Regions from separate parts of the Rattus norvegicus genome. Here region 1 is linked to region 2. Evidence: chromatin contacts called from public Hi-C data. All regions are on one chromosome and are shown on one strand. Each heading gives the region's core, a stretch centred on a gene start, on an enhancer-like site or on the middle of the called end of the contact. The rest is flanking DNA. Distances are from core to core; before and after follow the strand shown. Region 1 has its middle 17 kb from the start of Havcr1. Region 2 holds the start of Med7 (mediator complex subunit 7).

Evidence for each region. A called contact is a pair of places that touch in the nucleus more often than the background predicts.
Region 1: a contact with region 2 is called in a Hi-C map of liver, with 3 times the contacts expected there. The contact joins the enhancer-like site here to the promoter of Med7 in region 2. A contact is called at or near these places in 4 of 12 Hi-C or Micro-C datasets (the Rat2 cell line, Schwann cells, kidney and 1 more).

What each region holds. Positions count from the first base shown.
Region 1 is chr10:31,609,903-31,616,363 of GRCr8, forward strand. No RefSeq gene overlaps it. Among named protein-coding and RNA genes, the nearest start is that of Havcr1, 17 kb to the right of the region's middle. Within about 2 kb of position 2,324, at least 4 of the 93 cell types and tissues checked have an H3K27ac peak or open chromatin away from gene starts, as enhancers often do. A contact at or near this core is called in liver, where this site is marked.
Region 2 is chr10:31,352,119-31,359,071 of GRCr8, forward strand. Med7 (mediator complex subunit 7) reads left to right here and starts at 2,919. Exons shown (of 3, transcript NM_001286183.1): 1 at 2,919-2,964; 2 at 5,563-5,731; 3 at 6,118-6,953. The coding sequence starts at 6,135. The coding sequence ends at 6,836.

The sequences.
Region 1 (6,461 bases), core at 1,074-3,573, 260 kb after region 2:
CCATACTTGGATACATCAACTTTACACTTTATAAACTCTATACTTTCACAGCACATAAATGCCCATATTTTTAAAGAATATTTCTTGCAGCTATATTTGAAATATCAAAAAAAATGCACACATACATTTGTTTCACCTGAGACTAAATATTTGCTTGTGATAGATAAGTGATAGATGGTAGATAGTTGGTAGATAGACATATGATTGATAGATGGTAGATAGTTGGTAGATAGACATATGATTGATAGATGGTAGATAGTTGGTAGATAGACATATGATTGATAGATGGTAGATAGATAGATAGATAGATAGATAGATAGATAGATAGTGTTAACCAAAAGAAGATGAAGAAGAAAGAGGGGGGAGATGACTCAGAGGTTAAGAGCACTGGCTGCTCTTCCAGGTGTCCTGAGTTCAATTCCCAGTAACCATGGCTCACAACCATCTATAATGGGATCTGATGCCCCCTTCTGGTATGTCTGAAGACAGCAATAGTGTACTCACATAAGATAAATAAAATCTTTATAGAAGAAAAAGGAGGAGGAGCAGAAGAAGTTTTTATAGTGTACAAACAATCATTTAGGAATAGGAAGAGAAACAATGTCTGGTGGGAGCTGTACTGTTGGTAAAAGCATGTTCTTGGGATATCTTGACTGGAAAGAAGGGTGTGAAATGTCACATTTCCTAGTCGTTCCCTAAAAGTTAGGATAAGGAGGCTGCTGCATATGTGGCAGGGATTTTTAGTTTGAGGAAAGTGGTTGGTGTCACTGTTGGAAGGAACAGTGGAATCTGCAGAGACCTTCACTGCAGCCTTAAAGTCCCTCACCATGAGCACTGGAGCCTTCTTCTGCCATAGCTCAGACAGCACCAGGTCCAGAGAGTTTGTCCAAGAGCTAGAGGTCGTTTGGCATGAGGAAACCAGGAAGGCAGGAGGAAGCAGATCTTATGAGTTTGAATTTAGCCTGATCTTTATAATGAAGACGTTAACTTGGTCTACCGAGAGAGTCTGACATAGTAGGGCCAGATCTAGAAAAAGAAAGAGACAGAGACAGAGAGAAAGAGAGAGGAGAGGAAGGAGAGAGGAGGGAGGGGGGAGGTAGGGAAAGAGGGAAGGAAGAAAGGAGGAAAAGAGAGAAGGAAGGAAAGGAAGGAAGGAGGAAAGGAAGAAAGGAAGGAAGGAAGAAAGAATGAATGAAAGAAAAAAAGAGAGAAAGAAAGAAAGAAGAAATCATTCCAGGCCTGCAGTGTGGTGCACAGTACCTCAGCTCTGTATTGAACTTCCTCATACAATTCTTCAATAAAAGGGGCAAATAAGTATTTGTACAATAAGACTGTTTCCTGCATTTTTGTGGTAATGGCGGATTTCTGCATCCATTTCTTTTTGTCATGGGGCGGGAGTGTGGCAATGGAGGGAATTAGATAGTATCTTATGTAACCAGTCTTTATTTGTTTGTTTGTTTTTATTGAACTTCTAATGTGGGCAAAGAAGATTTTGACCTCTGGTTCTTCCCACCCACCATGGCTGTGTTCACTTGTGTGCACTGCTGTGAACAGCAGGAACAATTTCTTCTTTCTCTCTCTCTTTGTTTATTCTTTCTTTTTCTTTCTTTCCTTTACCCATCCTTCCTTCCCTTCTTTCCTCCTTCCTTCCCTTCCTTTTCTCCTTCCTCCCTTTCTTCCCTCTCTCCCTACCTCCCCCTATCTTTCCTCTTTTCTTCTCTCTCCCCCTCTCCCTCCTTTCTTCTCCCTGTGTCTGTGTCTGTGTCTGTGTCTGTGTCTGTGTCTGTGTCTGTGTCTGTCTGTGTCTATGTCTGTGTCTGTGTCTGTGTCTGTGTCTGTGTCTGTGTCTGTGTCTGTGTCTGTGTCTGTCTGTGTCTATGTCTGTGTCTGTGTCTGTGTCTGTGTCTGTGTCTGTGTCTGTGTCTGTCTCTGTCTCTGTCTCTGTCTCTGTCTCTGTCTCTGTCTTTTTCTAGATATGGTCTTACTACGCCATACTCTCTAGGTAGACCAAGTTCTTTTTCATTATAAGTATCGGGCTAAATTCAAACTCACAAGATCTGCCTTCCCTGTTTCCTCAAGCCAAAGTTGACTTTTAGCTCTTGGTCAAGCACTCTGGACCTGGTGCCAACTGAGTTGTGGTAGCAGAAGGCCCCAGTGTTCGTGGTAAAAGGCTTTAAGGCCTGTCTGCTCCAGATTGCAGTGAAGGTCTCTGCAGATTCCACTGTTCCTTCCAACAGTGACACCAACCACTCTCCTCGCTCTAAATATTCCTGATACACATACAGTGACCTCATTCTCCTGGAATTTCAGGGAAATATTTCAAAATCTGACCTTCCACACTGTTCTTGCTGCTTCTTTCCAGTCAAGGTGTCACAGGGACACTCTGGACAGGGCCAACAATCTGAAGCTGATTGATTTTCAGTAGCCTGGAAAGATACGGATCTTGTTGGATTGTTTATGTCCCTTGTTGTCATTGTTCAATTTTCCGTCCTGAAATTATTTGCATCTTCAGCAAAATCATGTGTCTCTGTAGTTATCCAGTTTCCTCTAATGTCTGCAATGAACACACCATGGAATCTTTAAACACACAGAGTGACATGACACTGTCAACCGAGCCATGGTCTTTACTGGGAGTCTTGGGATTGGTTCTTCAAGTCTGAATGCTTTAGCTGGGTGTGGTTGCTTATGACTATAATTCCAGCATGTGAGTATATTTCCAGCACTGGGCAGGGACATTGCTAGTATAATGTCAGCCTAGTGTACACAGCAAGAACCTGTTTCAGAAAACCAAGGGTGGAAACGTTGCTTTGTGGTAGCATGCTTGTCTAGCATGTGCAAAGTCTTCGCTTTGATTTCCAGCACTAAAAAGAAACATCAAATTGGAAAGTATATAGTACATGGTCTGAACAGATGGCTCGAAGAGCTCCTGATGCTCTTTCACAGGATCTGAACTTGGTACCCAGCACCCCTGTTAGACATCCAACAATTGCTTGTGATTCTAGCTGTGAGGGTTTCCATCTTTTTCTGGTCTCTGTAGGTGAGGGTCTCAGGAACGTATATCAAGTGAATGTGGGTACAGACACACACACACACACACACACACACACACACACACACATATATGTATATACATATATATGTATATATATAGTAAACAAATGAGATAAAAAGACTGTACTAATCCATACTGAGTCATTAAAATAAAATACAACAGAAAAGCTAAGCATTGTGTTACTGTGTTGCATACTTAAAATCTAGAAATTTGTACACAGAGGCAGAAAAGTCATAGTCTAAGGTCAGTCTTGGTTACATTGAGAGTTCTGGGCTAGCCCAGGCTACATGAGACTTCATTCAAAACAAATAACAACAAGAAACTTCAGCCAACCAAACGAAAATGCAGTAGAGTTTAAGTTCACACTGGTCTTCCCCACCTCCCAGTTCTTTGTTCTTCCCATTTATCACTTCCGCTGCCCAGGAGCCACGTGTGGAATTGCTTTGTACTTCTAGACTGGCACTGTCCGGTGCTAATACAATGAGAACTACACAGGCAGCTTTTATTATCCATATTTAAAGGAAACAAAAGGACAGGGCCTGCTACATGACTCAGTAGTTCAAAGCATTTGCTGTACAATCCCGGGACCCAGAATGTGATCCCAGCCCCCTCCAAACGAACACGATGTCATGCTCACACCTGTAACTCTAGCTCAGAGAGGGTCGGAGACAGAAGGATTACTGGAGCACGATGTTTCCAGCCTAGCTGAGGAAACACGAGGAGTTTTGGATATTTTACCGCTAATTATTTTACTTTTAGGCAGGTTCTCACGACGTAGCCCTGGCTGACCTCAGAATCACTTTGTAGACCAGACTGCCCAGAGATCCATCTGCCTGTGACTCACTGATACTACGCCTGCGATTTACACTCGGACGTTCGGTTACTTCCTTGGAGTCAGCTCTGACACAGCCAAACCCCTACGTAGCTCAGTCAGTGCAGCTCAGTTGTGCATTGAATTTCTTCACACAGCTTTTCAGTAGAGGGGGCCAGGTATAATGAACAGTTTTCTACATGCTTGTTATAATGATGGATTTCTATATCAGATTCTGAGGACACCAGACCATGTCTCATAGGAATGGCAGAGTGAGAGAAGAGGACACCAGACGCCCTCTTCTGGACAGCAAGAGCATATAGGTTCCCATACACAAAGGCACCCACACACACACATGAGGTAGGTTTTTAAAATAAAAATAGGTACACCGAGTTTCAAGAATTCACTTTCCTTAACTCAAATGCACTGGCAGTCCTGTCATCTCGACTTGGAATAGAGAGAAAAATCACTAAGGAGGGTTCATCCTCTTTCTTTGTAAGTGTTAGTAATTCAGTGTACATTTTACATGTGTTACATATCAAGACACTCAGCAGACATGGGGAGGAGGAATTAATTCCTGTGTTAACAAGACAGCTGCCACAAGGCTTTGTTTCTCTACCAACTCCTAAATTATTGCATTTTTAAACTTCCATTTATTTATTTATTTATTTATTTATTATTTTTGTCTTGGACAACACACTTTATTTAGATGGATTTGCAGTGTTAGGTAGAACAAATGCATGTGTCCTGTTAAACCACCTCGTACAGACAAGTAGTTCTTTTTTGCTTTATTTTATTTCAAATATGAACGCAAGAAATATCCTTTAAATAAAAAACGAAAGCTGTGGGCATTACTATGCTGTAAAGGTAAGTTCTATGTGAAGAATGCTATGGAAAGAATAACTCATGGTGAGCAATGCCTTGGGGAACTGTGAGAGAGGCTCCAGAAAATAGGGCAGGGAGAGGGCCTTTTACCTCAGGTGCATTTTGTTCCCTGGATTGTTCTTAGACCTGACTTCATGCCTCCTGTGATAGCATTTACATCCAATGTATGAGGCATCTTCATTGTGGGATGTCAGAACACAGCTGTAGAACCCAATCTGGTCAGTGGAACCTGAATCTGGATATGGCCTTCTGCCTTGCTTTCATGCTTTCCCAGAGTAACCTATGGTACGTGCCAGGCACTTGTGTTCTGTCCTAAGAAAGTTCTGGGAAAGGGCTGCTCTGTTAATAATTAGTATGTGCTTATTGACACTTACTGACATGCTTTTCTCATCCTGACTTTTTTAACTCAAGCAACCCTTGGATCATGACTTTCTTTCTTTTTCTTTTCTTTTCTTTTCTTTCTTTCTTTCTTTCTTTCTTTCTTTCTTTCTTTCTTTCTTTCTTTCTTTCTTTCTTTCTTTCTTTTTTCCGGAGCTGGGGACTGAACCCAGGGCCTTGCAGTTGCTAGGCAAGCGCTCTACCACTGAGCTAAATCCCCAACCCCATGACTTTCTTTCTTGCATTCATGTATAAAACGTACACTGAAACTGAATAAAATTGTCTCTAGCATCACACTGTAAGCTGCACCATTTTTTTTCAGGCCTTAAGATCCCAGGTCCAGCAGACAAGATCAACGCGGGTCGACAAAAGTCAGCAGGTGTGTCAAAAAGTATGATCATTCTTAGGGTACTGAGAGTACAAAACAATAACATTTAAAGAATCTTATCAGTAAGTGTACAGCTGCACTGGATGGTTTTAGTCAACAGGACAAGTGCAGTCGCCTGGGAAGAGGAAGCCTGGACTGAGGACGCTCCTGTAGACATACATGTGTGTGGGCATTGATTAATGATGGATGTGGGAGGGCCTGGTCCACTGTGGGCAGTGCGGGCTGGGCAGGTGGTCTCCTGTTGCATAAACAGGCAGCCTGAGCAAGGCAGTAAGCAGCCTGCCTCCTTATCTTGCCTCTGCCCCTGACTGAGCTCCTGCCCCGTTCCTCTGTGTGATAGACACTCATCAGGATGCTCAGGAAGCCAAATAAACCCACTCAGCCCCAAACTGCTTGGTATCTGTTAGCAACGGAAAGCAAGCTGCAATAAGAGCTGAGTGTGCATTCTGTGTCCCAAGGCAACTATTCAAACAAACAACAGGCAAACAAACGGAACAGACAGGCTCTCATGTAGCTCAGGCTGGCCTTGAACTCCCTATACTTGTTATTTCTTTCCCACATTCCAAGTGCTGCTGGCTTTGCAGGTGTGCACCACCATGCTGGGTGTGGAACCCAGGCCCTGGTCCAGGCTGGGCAGACACTCTCCTGAGGTACATCCTCAGTCCCTAGAAAATTATAATTTTATTCCAGCACAGGACCTTCAGTATGGGGTTTGCTGTTTAATTTGACTGAGGAATCCAGTTAAACTGGTGTGAGCGGGAGGGCACACACCCTCAGTCAAGCAGTCAGCTGACTGGAAGATGAGGAGCAGGGCTGGAGACCAATCAAGCAAATCAAAGACAGAGCAGATTAAGCAAACCATGGAGGCCCAGCTGTTCCATTGTTTTCTGTTGGAATCCCAGAGATTTTTATTCTCCTTCTCCTCTCCCCTTTCTTCCTCCCCTTCC
Region 2 (6,953 bases), core at 1,669-4,168:
TGTGCTCAAGCAATCTTTCTTTTACCTAATAGTGACTTCAAGGTGCGAGAGGAATTAATCTGGTTATTTGCCTATGTCAATGGGAAGTCATAAAGTATTTCCTTCAAGTAAATTAGTGATATGATACTTAGAGACGACACTTACAAAATTTTATTACAATATGTTCTCATAGCTATGCTATTTCATTGTCAGTTACAGTGGTTCATTTATAAATATGTGCTTATTTATAAATTAAACTTTATTATAGGTGGGCATAATAAAACAGTATCTACAGGGTTAGAAACTATGCTTTCAGGTAGTCACTAGGGATTATGAAATATATCCCCTCAAATTACAGGAGATACTCTGTTATTTACTCAATAAATATTTCTCGAACACTTGCCCATCTCAGACACTGCTCTAGGTGCTGACAATGAAATGGGAACCATTTCTGTGCTCATCAACACGCATTCAGACGGAGAATACAGCAGATTGAATATGCTACAGCAAGATGACTTCAGTTGGAGGCAGACCCTAAGAAGGATGTTTCGTACATATTAAAAGGTTTGGGGGACCATCATTTTGTCAAGCTTTCTAATGTCCACGATAGGGGCATCAGACTTCATTTTATATGCGATGGAAACTGCCTTGGAGAATTTTGAGCAGAGTCCAATCTTTTCTGTCAGAACAGTGTGGGAAGAAGATCATGGGGGACAAACGTGGAAGCGGAGAAACCATTTGGGAGGTAAGGATGAGCGACAACAGAGTCACGGGTGTGGTGGCAATTTCTCATACCTGAAACACTGTGAAGTAAACCCAATGTGAGAGGTCGGTATGGTGGCTTTTACTGCAGGAAGGGGAGGGGGTGCTTTTTGCAAACGGATGCAGTGCATTTGGGTAAAGCTGAAGTATAGAGTTAGGGTCTGAAGTGCAGAGGGGAGGGGTTCCGGGATCTGAATGGTATTACCTGGGTCCCATCACGTGGATGGCTTCTGACTGAGAAGTGGCTTCACAGCTCTAAGTCCCCGGGGTGATCCAAGACCAAATATGCCAAGTACTGAGCCAGATTGAGTACAATGAGGACTGGAAATAACACTGCCAAGTCTCTGGTGTAGAACACGTAGGAGTCAGGGGAACACTTGATTCGGGCATGTTAACAATGGATGCATTTACTCAAAAGGAACACTGATGGGGGAGAGAACGCAAAGATCACAAGCCAACTAAAAGATATCGGCCTTTAGGAAAGGGTAGCTCTTAATTGGGATGACAGAGAGTCTGAATCCAAATATTGAGATGGTAGTTGATTTTGAAAACTAGAAAAGTCCTCCCCTCCCCCAACCCCCTTTCAAATTCTCACAGCCTAAGCTGGCTTTAAACTATGTAGCTGAAATGGCCTTGAGTTTCTGGACTTCGGATCCTTCCGTTTTTACCCCCTATGCGTTATATGTACTATTCTAGGCAAACTTTCCACCAACTGAGTTACATCTGAACCCCTATTCATTTAACTTTGGGTGATGGCTAATCTTTAGAAGCAGAAAGACCGAATGGCATTTTCTTGTAGCTGCCCAGATAAAAGGACAAGAAGAAAGGAAACTGCTCTTTCGTTGCTTGCTCTCATTCTCACTGGCAACTTCATCTGTCCCACTGCTGTGTCATTCCTTTGCCAGTATTAGATCCAAACTTTTTTGGGATTCCAACACAGACTGAAGAGCAGCAGCTCTCTAAAAATCCTCCAGGCCTCCAACGCCAGGTGGGGTCTGCTGAGACATCCAGCCCCTTAGACTGAGCAGCTACGGGATTCTCAGCCTTTCAGGTTGGAGGCAGCCATTGTTGGACTAGTTGAACTGCATCTTGTAAGCCACTCTAATAAGTTATATGACATATATATCCATGTGTGAACACACACTCATTTGATCAGTGTAACAACCCCTGGTACACTTTCAGTAAGATAGTAATGCTATGGGCATGGGAAAAAGCGAAGAGCCCTTACCTTTGAGAGGCTCATACTGGACTAGAGGCGAACTGATGGGGAGCATATAGCTGTGGAAGTTGGTGATGAGTAGACTGTTCTTTCGCTTTTATGCCTGCAATTCTTCACATATTTAAAGGAAGAAACTGGGACATTCTTGTCTCTGAAGCAGAGCTGTTTTAGCAGAACAGTCTTATCTCACTTTTAATTTGCAACAAGCGTTCTTAAGACTCCCATGAGTTAGGACATCTGTTAACAATTCTTTTATATGTGTGGTGGGGGAAGGCCTAAATGGAAAGTTTTCTTGCTGGTCCTGATGGCTCATTTCTGAACCTCTGGCTTTCCTGAGGCTCGGAAGAGACATTTGAAACCATGTGTAGCCTGGGCTACACAGTGAAATTGCCCACTCCTTCTAATTTTAAAAATTACATTAATTTTTTTTTTTACTTGTCGGTTTGTGGAAGAATTGTCATATACATCTTTGAATTCCTAAATGAAAATAAAAGTGAACGGAAGGGGGAAAATGAAGGTGTAGGATGTTAGTCTTAATCATGTTCCCAAATATCCCCATGTATGTATGAATATATCATGGAGTACAACTTGCTTTAAAAAAATTTTTTTTGATGATAAGGTTAGCATTGATATTTTTAAATATTGCTTATCTGTATTTTCTGACTTATATAAGGCAAATATTTAATTTTAAGAGTCTTATATAAAGGGGGTGGGCGGCGAGGAGTCGAATTACTAGAGAGTACTTTCTTTTACTAACAAGAAGTATGAAGAAACACTCTCCTGACCTGACCAAGAAGATAGACAAGAGATCTTTTCCCGGGAGAAGCGGGAGACGCGGGAGTGCGCATGCGCAGTATCTTTAGGGCGGGAGTAGGACCTGCTATAGGACAGGCTTCGTAGCCAATTAAAGGCCCGCGTCAGAGGCTTCTTCCTGAGAAGGCAACCGGAACTTGTGCTTCCGCTGCGCTGAGGAAAAAGTCGCTACGGGAAAAGCTAGAGCTGAGGTGAGCCGGCGCGGCGTTTGGCGACCGCAGCCAGAGTCTGTCTCTCCGCCCCCGCGGTTGCGTCTTTCCCGGCGCCACGCCGAGGTCCGGCGCGGGACAACCTGGGAAGCCCGGGCTCGCCTTCCTCCCACGTCCCTCAGCGGAGCCTCCCCGGGGCCTGAGGCAGGCGGCTGGCCGAAGGTGCGCGGAGTGCGGCTCGCTCCGGGCGTCTCGCGGACCGGACGACGAGCCGGACCGGAGGTTGGGAGGTCCGAGTTCTCGTCCCCACGCCACGGGCTTTTAAAGTGTCGTGGCCTTAGCCTGCCCTGTCGGCATTAGTAAAATGATAGTAGCCACCTGGGAGCGCGGAGGCTGGGGGAGGGGAGGGAGAGCCTCGGGCGGATCTTATCCTGTACCAGACTTTACGAGGGACAGGGACCAAGTGAGCCAAGTGTCTGAGCTTGCGACCACTCCCCCCCCCCGCCCCCCAAGCAAATGCTAGAAACTGAATTTTGTTAGTGTTAGCAAGTGAGGACATCCAGCGGCTCTGAAAAGTTCAGTTTAAACCGGTGAGGGCGGTTTTTGTAAGGTGGCAGGCTCTAAAACGGGATGCTTGAGTTATCGGGGTTTGCACTTCCGCGCAACAAAACGAAACAGCCAAACAAAACAAAACAAAAACGGAGTACAAATTCCCGTTATACATTTTACCCACTTCTGCACATTGGAAACTGGCTTCTTGTTTCTAAAATCAAATTGGGAATAGTTGTGCCGTTAGGAAGATAGAAGTGAGGATGCCGGTCACTTATTAGAAACCTTTGGGAAATGGGAATTTAGTATGGGTGTGGCTAAGGGAAGCGCAGATCTCATCTTCAAAAGCCCTCAGGGGACGAAATTTAGGCTGGGTGTTGACTTGATGTGACTGCAAATAGACACTAGTATCTTAGGTATATATACCCTGAAATAGTTGAGTTGGACGACCTGAAGAATTTGAAGTGACTTCCCTCAGATTTAATGTATTCCAGGTGTACGGAACCTGTATGTTACTTTCCCCTGTTACCTTGAATCTCAGTGTGAAAAAGCGCTCAAGAATCTTCTCATTGTATAATGTACTTAAACTCAAATTGGAAAAGCAGAGGGTATTTTGACCATATATGTTGCAGTGTTGGGACTTAGGTGTTAAATTTATGTAGAAAAGATGTTAAAATGCCAATTGTCAATAAAACTGTACTATAAGATGTTTGTAAGATGAGGCTTCCCTCAGAAACCTTGGAAAATTCTAGAAGTATGAAATTTAACAAGTGATTTTTGTCAAGACGTATAGAGAATCTTAAGTGTTTGGTTTTGGAAATCACTGTACAGTAGAAAGCAAAGTGAGATTGATAGACACCATATGTAGTTTGATTATGGAAAAGAGAAATAAATAAGGCATATGACTTTGTATATAACTGTTCTTTCCCAGAGTAGGTTTCAACGTATGCCTACCAAAAGGAGTCAGGCATGAAAAAGAAGTATATCATATACCATGTATAAGCCCCCCAATACAGACCCTTTTCTCTTAGTTTTCAGAATATATGTTTGTTCTTTGAGAATTTTATACACACACACAAACATGTGTGTTTTGATCATGCTTGCTTCCTCACTCGTCTAATATCTTGCAGACCACTACCATATCTTACTCCCAATTTTATATATTTTTAAAATATTTTCTTGGTTTTTAAAGATGGATCTTTAGCACAGGCTGGCCCATGTAGTTCAAATGGGCCTTGAACTCACAGCTATCATGCTTCTCAATCATTAGGACTCAACAACCATCATGCTTAGGGCAGTTTAAAAAATTGTTTAAAAATAACAGTAAATAAAGTCCTCTGCAAACCCGCAGTGGACTCTGCTGCTTGTTTTCCCACTTTGAATGCTTTATTTACATTTGTCAGGTTATCTACAATGTGTGAGTCCTTAATGCTAACATCATTTTTTAAACAAGCAGAACAGATCTTACTGAACGATCATATGAGTGCTCTTTAACAGGTGAGAAGGGCTCGAAGAGATTAAAAATAATCGTAGGATTTCCAAGTGAGGCTGTTCCGTGTTCTCAGAATTTCCTTCATAGACAAGGTTTGCACACCTCGACTTGGGTGTGTAGTTAGACACTAGACATGTCTCATGGTTCTCACTTCTGTTATCCTCACTGCAGTGAACATGGCGATTCAGCATTTTAAAGCCTGATTCAGTTAAGCAACAACCTGTAGTCTTGGGTGAATAGAGTTAAGAGCCAGGACACAGCAGGCCGTAGGACCAGAGCAGGTATTGTAAAGAAGACATGGTACCTGGGAGTCCGTGACTAAGTATGTGTAAGTGGTGATTCTACAGTAAAAAGGAGCCTGCCATTGTCCACTGTCAGTTGCAGAAATTGTACAATGGGAATTTATACTTGAATGTTGGAACCATAACTCATGCTATCACAAAGTAGACAGAGGGCAGACCTTTTTGGAAGGCCATCTTTGTGTGCAACTTTCTGCACCTTCCCTGCTCTATCCCATTAGTCTAACAAGGGACTAATCAGATCTTCATAAAGCCATAGCTTTGCCTTATTTTTCTCTTCACTTCTTCCTCCTTTGCCAGGATTACCTGTCTCCCTAGGGTGAAATTAGCACACCTGTTGTCTTTGCTGGCCAACAAGTTCTCAATTTTTATACTTCCCATCAGGAAGCTTGAAGATAATATGGTCTGAACCCACAACGAACTTGTACTGAACATTGTACTTGTGTTGATCAGGCTGCTCTGGTCTTAGGTTGGTATTTTTTTTCTCTCATCAGTGAAGTTTCATGACACAGTGACCGATGTCACAAGACCCACCCTCTCACACCCTGCCCTGCCCCAGCTTCCAGTTCCCTCAGATTCTCTTTATAGATGAAAAAAGGTATAGCTTTTGTTTTATTAACTGCCATTGAAAGCACCAAGGAGACAAAGGAAAATATATGGGTGTTAACAAAATATTTAATTAGAAAAGAATTGATAGCTATTCCCTGTTGTAAATGTTAACTTTAAAATCTAAGATCATCTTGTCTTGTACCCCGTACTGTCAGAAAAAAGACCATATTCCGAAGTCACTCGTTAGGGGCGGCAGTGGGGAGGTGGTGGTGATGTTCCGTTCTGAACTGTGTTCTGTTTCTTTAGGTTCTTGATTGTCCACAATGGGTGAACCACAGCAAGTGAGTGCACTTCCCCCACCTCCAATGCAGTACATCAAGGAATATACAGATGAAAACATTCAGGAAGGCTTGGCTCCCAAGCCTCCCCCTCCAATCAAAGACAGTTACATGATGTTTGGCAACCAGTTCCAATGCGATGATCTTATCATTCGCCCTTTAGAAAGTCAGGGCATTGAACGACTTCATCCTATGCAATTTGATCATAAGAAAGAACTGAGAAAACTCAATATGTCTATACTGATTAATTTCTTAGACCTTTTAGACATCTTAATAAGGAGTCCTGGGAGTATCAAACGAGAAGAAAAGCTAGAAGATCTTAAGCTGCTTTTTGTACATGTGCATCATCTTATAAATGAATATCGACCCCACCAAGCAAGAGAGACTTTGAGAGTCATGATGGAGGTCCAGAAACGCCAGCGCCTTGAAACAGCTGAGAGGTTTCAGAAACATCTGGAACGAGTAATTGAAATGATTCAAAACTGCTTGGCTTCTTTGCCTGATGATTTACCTCACTCAGAAGCAGGGATGAGAGTTAAAACGGAGCCGATGGATACTGATGATAACAGCAATTGTACTGGGCAGAATGAACAGCAAAGAGAAAGTTCAGGTCACAGAAGGGACCAGATTATAGAAAAAGATGCTGCCTTATGTGTGTTAATTGATGAAATGAATGAAAGGCCATGAAGAGTATTCCTTTTTTCCTTTTAGTGATAGCATCATGTATTAGTTTTTGTTCTCTCAGACAGTCTTAAGAGGGATAACTAAAGATAGAGACTGTTTTCAGTTGAAATGCTGTAGGTG